Linked DNA regions of Mus musculus: region 2 is linked to region 1. A link is a contact called in public HiChIP or PLAC-seq data. All regions are on one chromosome and are shown on one strand. The core of a region is the stretch at or near the end of the contact, and the rest is flanking DNA. Distances in the headings are between cores, read along the strand shown.

Region 1 (4,995 bases), core at 2,024-4,523:
CAGCACACCCTACACACAGAACATTTCGTTTTCACGGAGAGCCCATGTCAGTTCTCTGGCCAGAGACCCAGATTCCAGTTTGACAGTCAAGAACCTGCGCAGCAATCTACAGAAATGCACAGCGCCGAGAAGTAGGGATTGGGTGCTCAACCCGACGTGAGGCATCTGACTCAGGAGGAGGAGGCAGGATGGATGTAAGAGCCAGAGGACAGGGCGAGGAGGAGCGAGTGCCGGTGGGATGCTGGCTGTGAACGGGGTGGGCCACAGCTGTTGTGCTCAGAAACTCAGAGCCACTGTGATTACCTGCAAAGCATTGAGCCAGCTGAAACTCCAGCATAGCCTGGGGAAGTGCTTTCTCCCCTAACCCCTTACCAAGAAAAGACTGCCACTCGATCACTGGATCGAGAATCCTTTCTGAAGGTGAAGCCATTGGTAGGTTTCCTATGCTCAGATGGCCTCTCTAGGTGTGTACACACCTGTACGTGCATGTGCACACTCATACCCGCTGGCTGTTTCTGATACTAGAACAAGGGACTTGTGTGCGGAAAAACAAAGGCAGGACTGCTGTGAAGCAGCTGAGGACTCACACAGAATCTCTACAGAATCCTGCTGGCCCTGAAGGTTCCATATAGGGGCAGCCCCAGTAGGAGCAGCACCAAGGGGAGGGCGGGGAGACATGGAGGTGGGAAGGGGACATGTTGGGAAGAGAGTGTAGAAGGGAAATGGGGGAGGATTTGACCTTAATTCATTCCCTAAGAATAAGAAAAAAATAATAATTTTAAAAACACACACAGACAAGAATCTGCCTACGTCCACAATCGTGCTATAGCAATGAAGCAGGTTGGGCCTGGGGAGGGAGGCAGGGCGAGCTGGTTTGGGCTTCCTCAGAGTCCATTTCCACTGGGTAGAAAGGAAGGCTTTACTGTGTTCTGGTCCTGCAGTTTTTGGTTGGCAGTCACATATGCTACTGTGGTGCAGGTGGCTGGGAATAAATAAGGAAAAGGCAGAAGTGAGAACAGGGATAGAACAACACAGAAATGAGGGTTTCCTCTACTTCCTGACTTAGGAGTCTTCTTTGCTGCTCCGTGGTTAACTAGAGGACTTCCAGGTTTTAGCCGTACTGAATTTAGGTCAGGGGAGAACAGAGCAGACATCCCCTGACCAGATCCATGCTGCTCCAAATGCCAGTCTTCCTTGACCACACAAATAGCTCTACCCTTAATTTTGCTTGGATTTTGAAGCTGTGCTTTATGGAAGTTTCCCATCTTTCTCGGAAGTCCCCTCCCCATCTTTTGTTGAAATCACTGTTTTATTGGCTTCCGGGGTGTGAGGATAGCATGGGCTCCTGGAGTCGATCCAGGTGCCACAACATTAAAAACATTTTTAAAGCATGGGATTGTTTCCCACCCTTAGCCATTGTCTTAGTTAACTTTCACCTTGTAATCAAATTCTCTGACAAAAGCAACTTGTTACTTTGTTTCATTATGCCAAGGGCACACAGGCTATCATTTCAAGACGGATACAGCAGCAGACAGTGAGTGATTTGATGGCTGCCCCATGGGAGATTGGCACTCAGACCCAGGAAACAGAGCGTGAACAGGAAGTAAGGCCTGTTAAGGAATCGCATCCTCTAACAGGGCTCCACTTCCAAAGCAGCCTGCCCCGCAGAGGACCACGTGGACCTATGCGGGATGCTTAGCATCAAAAGCACTACATCCATGTGCCATGAATAGCTCTTCATGTCAGGATGCATCATCACAGCATCACCTAATGTCACGTTTATTTGGTGTGTGTGTGTCCATGCGTGTGCATTTGGAGATCTAAGGATGACATGGTGAGAATCCTTCTCCCCTCCCCTAGGAGGGGTCCTAGGAAACTGAACTTAGATGGTCAGGCTTGGTGGCAAGCACGCTGACCTGCTGGCCATCTCTGTGGCCCCCTGCAGCATCATCACTTATTATAGCAAACTCTATATAACACACCTCCTGATTTTAGTCCTTTTGTAACAGGTTGCTTTGGAATTTATTTTATGTGGCTGGGTGTTCTGCGTGCTTATATGTCTGAGCACCACGTGTGTGCAGTGCCCTCAGAGGGCAGAAGCGGAGGAGGTCTAATCCTCTAGAACTCAGTTACAGGTGGTTGTGAGCTGCCAAGTGGATGCCAGGAACCCAGGTTCTCTGGAAGAGCAACCAATGCTCTTACCTACTGAGGGGGTCTCTCCAGCCCGTATCTGAGTCATTTTTAAGTGTTTATTTCAGTGGCATCCAATATATTCACATTATTTTACAACCATTACCTCCATCATCACCAGAAGTTTTAAAGCTTCACAAACTGAAACTATTCATTAAACAGTGTTCTTAATGGTGTTTTTTATATAATGCCTATAATTTATTTCTGAAATACTTGCTGTTATACATCCAGGTATATTTTCTACTATAAATAGCCCTGGTGCTGGAGAGATGGCCCCACAGAACCTGAGTTTAGTTCATATAGCATTGGTATCTGGGGGACCACAATTACCAGCAAGTCTATCTATCACTCCTGGCCTTTGAGTTCTCTGGCACACCACACACAAACGCATTTGTCAGTCTGAGAAGCAAAAGTTGCTTACAGGGATTCTTTGAAGGGAGTTTTGTCGGTTCCTCTAGTGCTTCCTAGATCAAGATTCTGGGTTCTTTAGCATGCTTAGAGTTTGGATAATAAACATAGATGGTTTTTGTTTTTACCCACACACTGTATGTTTTGATTTCAAATCTGGAAAATAAATCAGTTTAGAAGTAGATGATATGTCTGATTTTCCATTTCCCAACCTTACCCCTCCCATTTCACTTCCAGTACTAATACTAGTGTAGCACGCTGAGACCTTCCAGCCTTCGCATGACTTGAGGTTTGGCCCTGAAATCTGTGACGCGCAGCTTGGCGTCTCAGGCCAAAGCTCCAAAGTCACATAGTTTTCAAAGCCAGAGGCATTATCAGTGCACTGAGCCTCACTCTGCGATTTGCTCGTGTTGCTTTTCTGAGGATCACTCTTTGGCAGCCACCGCTTTGCAGAGAGTGTAGAGCTGTAGATCAGGAAGCAGCCCCTCTGAGGTCCCCAGTCCCAGGCTCAACCTTGCTGTTGCAGCCTGGCCTTCACCAGTTTGGCTAGAGGAAATGAGGACCAGGGTATGGATGACCGCGCCTACGCTGGCGCGGGCGTCCACTGTAAGGCAAGAGGCGGCCACCAGGAGGCAGCCTCACGCTCGTCTCCGACCGCTTCCGGCCGCGCAGGCGTCCTGGAATGCGAGCCGGATTTGGTGGTCGCCAGGTAGGCTCCGGGGCGTAGTGAAGCGGGACAGGGTTCTGTGGGGCCTTTCCAAGCCTGACCCTCCTGAGCCCCCGGACCCAATCCCAAAGTGGATCCTCTCATGGGGATCATGAAAACTAAACCGGGTACTGGTGCTGGCTCCTCCCGTGCTTACCGCGCACCCCTCCTCCGGGTGCACCATGCATTCCCTTTGGATGCTCACCACGCAACCCCTCTCCCGGTATCCATGGTATCCCAGTACCATGCACCGGGAGCTGCTATTGAACCATGTGAGCGGAGGCTGTCCGCCATGCTCTCGCTTTCTCTCCCCCTCTTTGTTAAAAACCAGTTTTAGACCTTTAGTAAATTTGATGCCCCCCGCCCCCACCTTCGCCTGTCCAAACTAAATAACATCCAGACTGTTTAAATAGTTATCGGGAAATGAAATTTAGTCTGAATTGGGTGACACCAGCTCCTTCTCGAATTGTGTAAAATATTCTGCATATTGGCAATTCATTTAGTTGACTTATTTCCCTTGACTAACCTAAGCAGTCGACATACAGCAGCTGGTCCTTTTTCACCGTTATCAAATAGCCTTGGTGTTTAAACAGTGCCGGAAGTTCCCGCTCTGCCGACCACACATACTCACTTCTTTAAGCTCTGGGCTGCCTGGGCGGTCCACAAGAAACAGGTGTGTTAATCGATTGCCAAGCAAAGAGGGTTCCGCATAGATCTGATAGTATGGATTCTAAGGCTGGAGAGATGGCTAGTGGCTAACAGCACTCGTTGCAGAGGACCTGGGTTCAATTCCCTAATAGCTCCCCACTGTCCATAATTTCCGTTTCAGGGAATCCAGCACTGTATTCTGACCTCCCTCGGCACCAGGCACACATAGCACATATTGTACAGTGTGCATGCAAGCGAACACTCCTGTGTATAAAATAAGTAGATTGAAAAATATGAATTCTGGGTTCCTGCAGCATTTTGTCAGTGTTGCTGGCCTTTCTTGCTATGGTCAGCTTTTAAAGGGGAAGGATTTTCTTGGGCTCAGCCGTGGGATTCTTTGCTTATGGCCTGTGGTCATTATGCTCGTCGTGGCGGGAGAGAGCGGTGGAAGAGAAAATTGAAGAGGGGAAGACCATGATGGGAGAGGTCATCTTACTTCCTGGCATCCTGGAAGCACAGAGACACAGGCTGAGGGCCCAGTGTCTCCTTCTAGGTCACGTGTTACTGACAGAAGCTTCCTTGTAGCAGACTCTGCCTCCTCGAGGTTCTGCTGCTGTCTGGTAGTGCCAACAGCTGGAGACCAAGTCTTTAATGAATGGGCCTTTGGAGGATGCTCACCCAGACCATAGGGGACTGAACATGCATATATGGTACTGGAGTATGAGTAGTGGGTGAGAATTTTTTTTTTTTTTTTAAGATTGTAAGTACACTGTAGCTGTTTCAGACACACCAGAAGAGGGAGTCAGATCTCATTACAGATGGTTGTGAGCCACCATGTGGTTACTGGGATTTGAACTCAGGACCTTCGGAAGAGCAATCAGTGCTCTTAACCGCTGAGCCACCTCTCCAGCCCCCAATAAAGACAGTTTCTGTGTGCTGCCACAAATCCCTTGCAAAAACCCTGGAAAGGGGCTGACAATTTTACATTCAAAAGTGTGTGTGCCTATGTGCGTGTTTCACACGTGTGTCATGGTGTACATGTG
Region 2 (5,361 bases), core at 2,635-5,134, 69 kb before region 1:
TCTTGAGTTTTACAAGTCAAAATCATCTGTGAACCTGGATACTGTCATTCTCAAAACTCTGCGTGGCTTCTTTTAAAGTTTATCAACCTTGCCAAGTCAGTGATTTCTGCAAAAAGTAGAATGGATTTTGAATCATGAAGACACTTACCCCTGGGGTTGGCAAGGCTTGGCTACAAGCACTGGATGCCCCTCATAACTGGGTTTCACATAACTAAACCCCAGTCCCAGGAGATCCACAGTCGCCTTCTGGCTTCTGCAGCACTGTAGACACATGGTGCACTTAACATATGGGAAAGCAAAACACTCATACACATAAATTAAAAATAAGTCTTTAGGAAAAAGATTGACAAATTCTTAAAATGTTTAAGGAAAAAAATATACACATATGACTTCTTTGTCACGGGAAGAGAGTAGTGCTTAGCTCACAGTGTGCCCTCTGCCACCCTTAGTCAGCACAGTAGGCAACTAACTAGTAATGGCTAGGACAAGTTTCACACTTAACCCAGCCCTTGTTAGTTACCAGAAACAGCTTTCTGACTAGCCTTGGTCTCCCTCCTTACTTCTGTTAAGAACTTCATTTATCTCTTTCATACACCCTCAGTCCCCTCTCCATGACGTCACTTCCTAGTGTACCTCGTTTGACTATCAGCTGCTGTGGAACTGCTGCCAGACCGTTGGCTTTGCTTGTCCTCCTGACCTGTCTCCAGACCCGACCTGGTGTACAGCCCTGCTTCAGACAGCCCACGTTCTCCCAGGCTACATTAAGATGACTGATATTCGAGGGGAGAGAAGCATGCTCCCTCATATAATGCACATACTTGTACGGTGTGTGTGTGTGTGTGTGTGTGTGTGTGTGTGTGTGTGTGTAATAGAGAATGCTGGTTATCTTCATTTCCCAATGTAGTCACTTCCTCTTTGTATCCCTGAAGTTCTTTCTCTTTTCCCCATGAGCTCTACATTAGGTTTTTTCAGAGTTTTCATAATCTAACCTGAACCTTACCCCATTGCTCAGTCTCTAATAAACTCCCATGTTTATTCTTTTACTATATAAAAATCCACGTGGTTCAATGTTTTTTGTGTAGTTTTTCTTCTAGAAATGATTAAGGAAAAGTTTCTAACAGTAAAATTGAAGAACAACCTGAATGTTTAGCAGTGTTAACTGACATTTTCATTCATCACTAAACTGTAAGTTACTAAAGAGTAGGAACGTTTTGTGTTTACCTGGCGTGAAGGAAAGTGAATGTGCTGGGTGTGGTGGTGCACACCTTTAATCCCAGCACTCAGGGCCGAGGCTGGTGGATCTCTGAGTTCAAAACCAGTCTGATCTACATGGTGAGATCCAGACTAGCCAGAGCATCACAATGAGACCTAGTCTCAAAAAGTAAAAAAATATGGGAGTGTTCTAATGGGTTTCATTATAGCATTATATACAAATACTTTGTATTTAGATCATTTCCACCCGTTGCCTCTTAAGGCCCCTCATACTCTTGCCAACCACCAGCATTTGATGTCATTTATTTTCTTAACAATAGGCAGTCTGATATCAATGAATAGATTGAATCTCAGAGTAATTTTGATTTGCATTTTTGATGCCTAATGATGTTAAACACTTTTTAAAATATTTACTGGTCATTTTGGTTGGTTGGTTGGTTGGTTGGTTTTGGTTTTTTTCTTTGTTTTGATTTTGGTTTTGAGAATTCTCTGTTTAATTCGCTAGTCAGTTTTTTAAGTTAGGTTGTCTGTTTTCTTGACTGTTAGTCTTTTTATATACTTTATATATTCTTTCTGCTTTTACTTTTTAATTCTTTGTGAGTTTCCCATGCACCCCACTCATCTCCTTGTTCCTCATGTCCACCCTTTGCCCTTGTAGCTGGCAAAGAGTTTCTCCTGATCTGTTGACATCTCGGCTCAGTAACTGTTTTCTCTGTTATAGAAAAGTCGCAGCCCTATTTTCCAACCATAGGTCTTATAACCTGAGTAACTGCAGAAATTTTTTACTTAAGCTTGTGTTTTCTAGAGTCTGTATTCTAGTTTATTATTCAATATAATTCTTCAATGTTCCACAGTTGGCATCATAGAAGTTTTTCACTTCCTAGGTTATGTTTATTGCAAGGTGCTTTTTGTTTGCTTCTTTGCTTGTTTTAAGGGTAATGTGAATGGAATTGTTTCCCTGATTTTTCCCCTCAGTGTATGTATTATTGGTATATAGGAATGCTACACATTTTTGTGTATTAATTTTGTTATCTTTCCATGATGCTGAAAGTCTGTGAGTTTTCTGGTGGAGACTTTTAGGTCTGTTGTTGTTATTGATGATGGTGGTGGTGATGGTGTTCTTTGGGTTTTGGGGAGCAGTGAATTTGTTTTGTTTTGTTTCTCTGTTTAACAGTTTTGGCTGTGCTGGCCTGGAACTCACAGAGATCCACCAACCTCTGCCTCCCGAGTACTGGGAATAAATGCGTGTGCTGAGGTCTGTTCTTATGTAGAGTACTATCATCTACAAATATGGATCTTAGACTTGCCCTTTTTCTATGTGTATCCCTTTATTTATCTCCTTTGAGTCTGGCTGTACTAGCTAAGACTTGCAGTAGGGTTCCGAATAGGAGTTGGAAAGGTGCACACCCTGCCTGCTTAGAACTTTACTGTAGAACTCCTTCAGGAATAGACATATTGCTCATTGTCAGCCACATTAACAAACGAAAGGGAAATAGTTTCAGTTTGTACGGAAAAGGCATCTGACAAAGTCTAACATGTACTCCTAATTTTAAAAACTCAGTATACCAGAAGTAAAAAAAAGTTTCCTCCACACAATAAAGAAACATTTAGAAAACCTCAGTGGTGAAAGAATGAAAGTTTTTCTTCCAAGACTAGGTGCCACGGACTGGGCTCATTGGGCCCTCCTCAATCCATGCAAATCAAGGTCTCGGACAGATGGGCATAGAGTTGGTGGGCGTGGGGGTGACAAACAGACTGGACAGGAGAGACTATGTTGAATCTGAGTGTAATTTGTCAAATCGAGCATCAAACTTTTTATACAGAAGAATAACAAGAAACCATGTGACATATCCGCAGAGTTACAGTGACACAAAACATAAGGAATGTATACATCAAAAGATGGCGGGAGGGGGCTGGTGAGATGGCTCAGTGGTTAAGAGCGCCAACTGCTCTTCCGAAGGTCCCGAGTTCAAATCCCAGCAACCACATGGTGGCACACAACCATCCCTAATGAAATCTGATGCCCTTTTCTGGAGTATCTGAGGAGAGCTACAGTGTACTTACATATAGTAAATAAATAAATCTTTAAAAAAAAAAAAAAAAAAGATGGCGGGAACCAGGCTGCTGTTTACCACTAAGAAGGGAGCCAGGTGTAATGCTAGTCTATTGTTAAGCCCACCACCAGGGGTTCTTAGTAAATGCCTGATTATGCTGTTTCTTTGGGCCTAGTGAAGAAACCTGTCTCAGGGGGATTCCCTAACTCTTACATTTTAAACCCACCTATTTGCTCGGCCATTGTGTATTCCCTTGTTTGGGTTAGACTTGGCTACTGTCCTAAGTCCTAAGTAATCACTCTGCAGACTAGCCCTGAGCTATTCTAGCTCTGTTCTTTGTAATGCCTAATTAGTTTCACCTTCTCTGCTAGAAGTAAATTTGAATGTTACTGAATAGGTAACCTTCTCACAGAATTCCTACTGAATTCCAAGCTCATTGGCTTCAAGGGTTTTCTAGGACGTTGGAACACTGGTGGAGGCTTACCTATGTTAAAATTCAATCTTTAAAGGCACTTATAATAAAATAATACTGAAAGAGAGCATACACCATACTAACGTGGGGATAGGGTTTGAGTATATGGGTTATGAGAATGCCAAGGTTCCAGGAGGCTGAGTTTCCTCGAAACTCTGCCTCATGACTGCTTCCAGGCCTTTTGACCTTGACAGGCAGACTTCACTGGAGTGGGCATAGCAACTAGGAAGAAAATGAAGTGCCATCACCACTTTTCTTCAGGGTAATATTAGCATTTCTAGCCAGACCACTTAGGAAAAAAGGGAACAGGCAGCAAGGAGAAAATAGATTGCCTACTGTGTATTCAAATGCAGAAGAATGAAATTGACCCAAAGGACTAAGTATAAAACCTCACCGGGTAGGCAGACATTCTGATCACATTTAGTTTGACAGTGATCCCCTGAAATTGGTGCCAAAAGCATGCACAACAAAAGATGATTGAATGGGACTTTATTAATGTTGAAATTCTTAATGCACCAAAAATCACCTTCAACTGAGTAGAGGTAATCTACATAATGGAAGAAAGTATTTTCAAATATTTGATTTAATATCCAGGGGCTGAGAAGGTAGCTCAGTGGTTAAAGTGCTTGCTATGGAAGTATGAGGACCTGAGTGTGAGCTTGATACTCAGTGAGAAATCCTATCTCAAAATATAAAGTAGTGAGCTAGAAAGATGGCTCAGTGGTTAAGAGTACTGCCTGCTCTTCCAGAGGACCTGGGTTTGATTCCCTTCAAGCACGGGGTGGCTCCCAACCATCTGTAACTCAAGTTCCAGAGAATCCAAGGCAAACAAAAAATATACCAGGCAGTGGTGGCACATGATTTAATCCAAGCCTGAGAGAGGCAGAGGAGGCAGATCTGAGTTAGAGGCCAGCTTGGCCTGCAGAGCAAGTTCTAGGACAGCCAGTGTCAAACTAAGAAACCCTGTCTTGAAAAACCAAGCAAACAAAAAAGCAACTAGAAGAGCAATGCCCTCTTCTGGCCACTTCAGGTGCCTAGAACACATGTACATATATAGAAACATATATACACAAATATATGGAAAGTGCAGGTGATTGAAGAAGACAATTGAGGTCAGTTCTGACTTCTGCATATGATCTCAGACATATACATGAACACGGGATATATATACACAGAGACTACACAGAATAACTGAAGAATTTGAAAATTGAATAATTATAAAAAAAATAAAACCCATTTCACATATGAACAAAGGAGTTAAATAGAAGGAACTATATATCTCCAAAGAAGATTAACAGATGGCCAAAACCCACAAGAATTAGTGATATCGTTGGTCACTAGAAAAAGACAGATCAATTCATTACACAAACTTGTGAGGCCAGTGCTCCTCCCACTACCACCATGACTGCAAACAAAGGAAAATAAACGTTGATTGGAATTGGTTGGGAGAAGTTGAAACCATTATGCATTACAGGCAGGATGGGGCAATGTTATAGAAATAAGTTTGAAATGTTTTAAACATAAAGTTTACATGTGATTCACTAGTTCCTCTTCTAAGTACATTAATAAAAGGACTGAAAGTGGATACAATCAGATAATTGTGCACATATATATGCACATAGC

What was found. HiChIP or PLAC-seq counts read pairs in DNA pulled down with a chosen protein or histone mark.
Region 2: an H3K27ac HiChIP or PLAC-seq map of embryonic stem cells shows a contact between it and region 1, with 9 read pairs. The contact joins the enhancer-like site here to the promoter of Pomk in region 1. A contact is called at or near these places in 6 of 39 promoter capture datasets (cranial neural crest, embryonic stem cells, frontonasal cranial neural crest and 2 more), 3 of 484 Hi-C or Micro-C datasets (epidermal suprabasal cells, nephron progenitors and pre-hematopoietic stem cells), 3 of 115 datasets of contacts at active chromatin or transcription factors (all in embryonic stem cells) and 3 of 9 other capture datasets (adipose tissue, liver and pancreatic islet).

Annotation. Positions count from the first base shown.
Region 1 is chr8:25,992,399-25,997,393 of GRCm38.p6, reverse strand. It overlaps Pomk (protein-O-mannose kinase), which reads left to right and starts at 3,273. Exons shown (of 5, transcript NM_029037.4): 1 at 3,273-3,307. It overlaps Gm31402 (a long non-coding RNA gene), which reads right to left and starts at 4,100. Exons shown (of 2, transcript XR_378826.3): 1 at 3,831-4,100; 2 at 1-982.
Region 2 is chr8:26,062,109-26,067,469 of GRCm38.p6, reverse strand. All of the region lies in intron 13 of Hook3 (hook microtubule tethering protein 3), which reads left to right. Among named protein-coding and RNA genes, the nearest start is that of 1700047A11Rik, 18 kb to the left of the region's middle. Within about 2 kb of position 3,884, at least 10 of the 459 cell types and tissues checked have an H3K27ac peak or open chromatin away from gene starts, as enhancers often do. A contact at or near this core is called in embryonic stem cells and stem cell-derived epiblast-like cells, where this site is marked.